2 separate regions of the Urocitellus parryii genome follow, and region 1 is linked to region 2. The links are chromatin contacts, called in public Hi-C maps. All regions are on one chromosome and are shown on one strand. The core of a region is the stretch at or near the end of the contact, and the rest is flanking DNA. Distances in the headings are between cores, read along the strand shown.

Region 1 (2,700 bases), core at 60-2,559, 150 kb before region 2:
TTTCTTGTTTTGCTTTCCAGTAACTTTTTCCTAACTATAATAATATGAAAACCGTATTTATGAAATCTCACAATAATAATCCCTTTTTGTTTTCAAAGCATTTCAACTCATGTTATATGATTTCATATCATGAAGTTGTTATGTAAAGGAAGGTATTTTTATACTGACACCACAGAAAGAAGGATGTCCTAAAAAGTCAAGTGACAGCAAAACTGTTACAGGTGGTAAGTGCCAAGATAAGATATTGTTTGCAAACTGATACCTTAGTAGTTTCTTTCTTATAAGAAATATAAGCTGGAATACTTTGGTCAAAGATGCTGCTGACATACTGCCTGATAAAACTTTTTAAGATGTTAATGTTACATAGTTTTTTCCATACAATTTCTTCTGATTTTTTTAAAGTGTAATGTTTGATGACTTTAGTTTTTGCTTGTAGTGTGAAAAAAATTATCGGTGCATAATTATACATAGTAGTAGAATTCGTTCTTAAACATTTGTACAAGCAAACAATATTCTCATTTCTTTACTGGTCTCATCATGAACAAGTTGAGTAACCACTTGTGCTCTGAGCACAAACTCAGGAGGACAAACGAAAATTTCAGGTACACCTGTGACAGAATATTTACACATCCAATGCCACTTAAAATTTTTAGTAATAAAGTGGCCTCGATGACTAACAATAACACTATGGTACCATAGCGGGATCTGAGACCCAGGAAGACGTCTAACCTCCACTGCTAGGGCGACAGCAAGTATGCGCGCGGCTCGGCGCTCCTCACCTTGGCCAGGATGTAGTGCTGGTAAGCGGCCAGGGGCAGCGTGACCGCGCCGCGCAGGGCCACGGTGGTGAGCAAAATGCTGCCCCACCAGGGAAGGCCTGTGGCGGCGTGCGCGCAGAGCAGCACTTCCTCAGCGGCCCGCACCGGCGCGGACGCGGCCAGGGCCTCGTACCAGCCGCCCGCACCGTCGGGGGAAACTGCAGAAACTGACGCCACCGCCCACATTGGGAGAGCTGGGGGGTTGGCGCCGTTCCAGAGGGATGGCAGAAGAGGCAGGCCCCTAGTCCGCAGCTGTAGGGTAGGTAGCAACCGCTGCCACCGACCACCCATCCCACACATCATGCCTACGTTGGAGCGGAGCTCAGGTCGCGGGACTCCGGGACCGGCGATTCGCACGGCTCAACCCAGACCCCGCGCAGGCGCCAACTGCACTAGGCGTAGCCGTGCGCGCCGTTCCGCAGCCTTCCGATTGACCTTCCTATTCAAGTCGGTGACGTCTTGCGTCGCACTGGAGATGACGTAAGAGTCAAGGAAGTCCCACCTTTCCCACGCGGCACTAGGCAGTTCTGGAACTCACTGGAGGAGCTCCAGCGGCTGGGGTCCCGACCGGAACTGCGGACAGGGGCGGGGTGTTCTCTAGGGAGAGTTTACTTTATAATCTAGTCTTCTGCGTTTTCACCAAGCCTAATCGTGTTATTGGTAGTGAACTCTGCTTGCTATGTGGTTTTGTGTCCAGAAGTTGTTCCTCACCATTTTTCGTGCATCCAACTGCTTCCGCTAGACATTCTGTACGACAATAGTGCCCAAGAGTCAATGCTTTGCTGAAATGCCGGCTTTCCCGAAAGTGGTGTTAATCAGCATTCGTTAAACATTAGGCATAATTTAGTCTTTGGTATAATATTTCATTGGTCCATCTTTTCCGGCTAGCGTTTTAAACCCCAGTTTCCTTCGATACATTATATATAGTAGCAAAAATCTTACGTATTATCTTCTGATTTAAATAGTAAGGATCACGGGCAGTAACTCAAGTAAAAATACATCAAAAGAATGGATTATTTAACCTCTACAGTGATTAAAAAATGGATTTTTTTCCTTCGGTGTAATCATCTTGAAATAATATTCTAAAGTTTCTATTCAAAAGAACCTTGTTTTTTTAAAAAAAAAATTTTTTAAGTTATAGAGGGACATAGTATCTTTATTTATTTTTATGTGGTGCTGAGGATAGAACCCAGTGCCTCACATGTGCAAGGTGAGCGCTTTGCCACCGAGCCACAACCGCAGCCCCTCAAAAGGAAGTTTTTAAAATATAGTTCAAACGTACTGTGATGCCAGATTTATAGGAATGAGTTTTTGTTGTTGTTGCCAGATTATAGGACAGCATTTTTTTTGAGCGGGAGAGGGCAGTGCTGCTGGGGTCAAACCCAAAGCCTTATGCATGTTAGGCAAGCACTCTACCACTGTCCTTAATTTTAGGGTTATGTCACAGTTAATGGTTTCCTCAGCTTTGAGTTCCTTACAGAGTAACTAAATGTATAAAGCCCTGCATGGTTCCACTTAGGATTTTCCGATTTTGTGATAGTGTGAAAGCTATATGCATTCAGTGGTAACTGTACTCCAAATTTTAAATATTTTCTTAGGCTAATAATTTATATTCTTGCTGCAGCTCCCAGCTACTCTGTCATCATAAAGATAACCTACACTAGCTGGGGGTGGGTGTGATTCAGTGGTAGAGTGCCTGTGTAAAGAAGGTCCTGGGTTCAAACTCCAGCACAAAACAACTCACCCTCCAAAAGGCTACTCATACAGCATTACTGTGTTCTTATTGTTTGATAAATGTAAAAATACATTTTTATTTACAATTTTTCAATTTACAGTTTATAAAAATCTAAGAGTGATGTTATCTGGGTGTGAGTCCATGGGA
Region 2 (2,700 bases), core at 108-2,607:
AGGAAAAATTATAAACAGTTATTATGAAACCAGATCACTAGGACAAATCAAGAGGCCTTTCTATTTCAACTCACTACAACCAAGCCTGGTTGCAAAACACACAATTTGCTGCCCCTTATTATTTGAAAAATAATAGGTCCCAGCTTAATTCTTTCCACTTAGGAAGCACCTGACGATATATGTGTATGTATAGGTAAGGATCAAATACATTTTTCATCCACTGAGTTATTATAAATGTGTAAGGATAGAAGATGAGTTCATCTAAAATCCTTGAGATTTAAGAAGCGAAGGTTACTTCAGCAGCCACAATGGTTATGAAAAAAACCCTGCAGCACAACAGTATGGAAAAGTACAGCCTATCACGTGTCTCCCACACCAAACACTTAACTCCAAGTACATTTACAATCTTAGGGTCCCTCCAAAACTGCTCCCCTCCACCTCACAACTGGAAGAAATCTATCAACCTCCTCCTAGGGTTCCCAGAGAGACTCATCTACCTATTATCTTACTCCTCCCGTTTTAGCTCCGCCCCCGCCTCAGGAATAAGTGGCCCTACTGGCCCCAGGCAGACCACCCTTCTCCGGGGTGTGCAAATGGGGAGTCTAACTAATTTTCTCCATCCTTACCGTGTTAACCATCCCAGATAACAGGCTGTTCACGAACTCTGTGGTCCTCCCACCCCCACGTGTCAGCTACCCTCCCCCACGTTCCCACACCTCACAATTTAGGCCGAGGAAAGAAAGGGGGCAGTTGAAAGCCTAGACCCCAAGATAGACCAACCTAGAACAATCTGTCCCACCGCAAGTCCCCTCCCACCTTCGGCCCCAAACCTTTACAGTCCCTTCCTCCCTCCTTCCTTTGAAACCAGGCCCTTGCCTCAGAAACCTCCTCTTCCTCGTCGTCGTCGTCCTCTTCTTCCTCGCTGTTGTTGCTGCTGGTGCCGCCGCCGCCACCTCCTCCTCCACCGCCGCCTCCGCCGCCGCCGCTGTTGTCGCTGTCGCTGCTGCTTTCGCTGCTGCTGGGGGGTCGGCAAGTCCGGTTACGCTTGGCCTTGTGGTGTTGCTGCTGCGGCGGCTTCTTCTTCAGGAGCAGGTCGCAGACTCGCACCATCCCACGAGGAGACGAAGCCGAGGGAGCCCCGCTGCCGCCGCCAACGCTGCCGCCGACCTCCGCCGCCGCCGCGGGGGGGCCCGCCACCGCCGCCACCGCCGGGGGGCTCCCTTCTCCCTCAGCCGCCGCCACCGCCACCGGAACCGTCGCCTTCTCCATCCCCAGGGAAAGAGGGAGGGCGCGGACGGAGGAGGGGCCTGGGGGCTACGCTCTACCGCGACTTCGGCCGCACCGGGGCCAACACAGCGTTTGGTGCCGCCTCCGCCGCCACCGCCTCGGTCACCTCTACTGCCGCCGCCGCCGCCGCCGCCGCTCCGCCAGCTCTCACCTCGTCTCGCGATACTAAGGGCGGGGAGCCTGACGATGGGAGGGAGGGAGCGTGAGGGAGCAAGGCGCGGGAGGAGGGGGGGTGCCGAAGCGTAGAGGGAGACGGATGTCGAGGGACCCAGAGGAGGGGAAACTAAAAAGACACAAGGGAAGTGTGCCCGGGGTGGCTTCCGATGGGAACGGCAAGGCAGAGCAGAGGTCGCGGTTTCCGCCTGAGTGCCCACGAGCGCCGGGATTTCTTCTCTTTCCCCGCTACTTCCCCCACACACAGCCCTCCCTTCTTCCTTCCTGGCTAGTGATTAGAACGCAGCCGCAGGCGGAAGCGCAAGTGACGCCATCAGCCGTCGCCTGAGCGGTGGCGCGCGGGTGGCCAAAAATCGAAAGGGAGATTTCGAGGGCCGGACCCGGACCCGGACCGCGCGGGCGCGCAGTTGCGGGGCGTGAGGGCGGGCCTCGAGAATACGAGCCGAGTGCGGAAGCGCGGTACCCACACTTTGTTAACAGTCAGCGGGGTCCGCCAGATCCGGGAAGTGGGGCCGCGTTCTGGACCTGTTGTGTGGAGTTTTAGTCTGGCCATTTTTTTTTTCCGCCGCCAAATCCGGAATTAGGGTTCTGGATCTTGAGAGGAGGCTTTGAGTAAGAAAAAGAGCATCTCTTGCCTAAGTTGAAGTCTTGGATCAGAGACTTCCTGGACCTGAGTATTACACATGTGTAATGTGAAAAAAAGTAGATTAGGCGATGTGTAAGATCATTACAACTCAAAAGAGGAGAAAAGATGTGGGATCTGTGCCGGAGTTTGCAGACGATTGTCTCTAATCTAGCTGTTCCACTTCTAACCAGCACAACTTTTATCTGTGAAGCGAGCGTCATAAGTAATCATGTTTGTCTCCATATATTTCTTTGAAAGAATATTACTGTCGGGATTCTGAGATCATTTTTAAGTGTCTGGAGAACTTGCAGAAGTTTTGAAATGATAGTGTAGTTTATTGAACTCAGAATTATCCATTTCTGTTCTAGTACGAGTATAGTGGCATAAGGAAAATGAAGCAAACATCAAAGACAGACGTACTGGCACAAGATAAAAAGTGTGTCTCAACTGACATAGTTGCCATTTTAAGACTGCTAAGTTTAGCCAAGCGTGCCTGAATTTTTTTTTTCGTAGCATTTTTGTTTTTAGCACTAGCATGCCATATGAAATGTGGGCAGTTGCCAGTACTTTACAGAGTACCACAGCAGAATTGGCGATGACTAAATCAATTCATT

Evidence for each region. Hi-C and Micro-C count contacts between places; a contact is called where the count stands out from the background.
Region 1: a Hi-C map of muscle shows a contact between it and region 2, with 5 times the contacts expected there. The contact joins the promoter of Cox18 here to the promoter of Ankrd17 in region 2. A contact is called at or near these places in 2 of 2 Hi-C or Micro-C datasets (liver and muscle).

The regions. Positions count from the first base shown.
Region 1 is chr10:88,903,179-88,905,878 of mUroPar1.hap1, reverse strand. Cox18 (cytochrome c oxidase assembly factor COX18) reads right to left here and starts at 1,309. Exons shown (of 6, transcript XM_026402581.2): 1 at 780-1,309. The coding sequence starts at 1,121.
Region 2 is chr10:88,750,547-88,753,246 of mUroPar1.hap1, reverse strand. Ankrd17 (ankyrin repeat domain 17) reads right to left here and starts at 1,357. Exons shown (of 33, transcript XM_077803459.1): 1 at 877-1,357. The coding sequence starts at 1,269.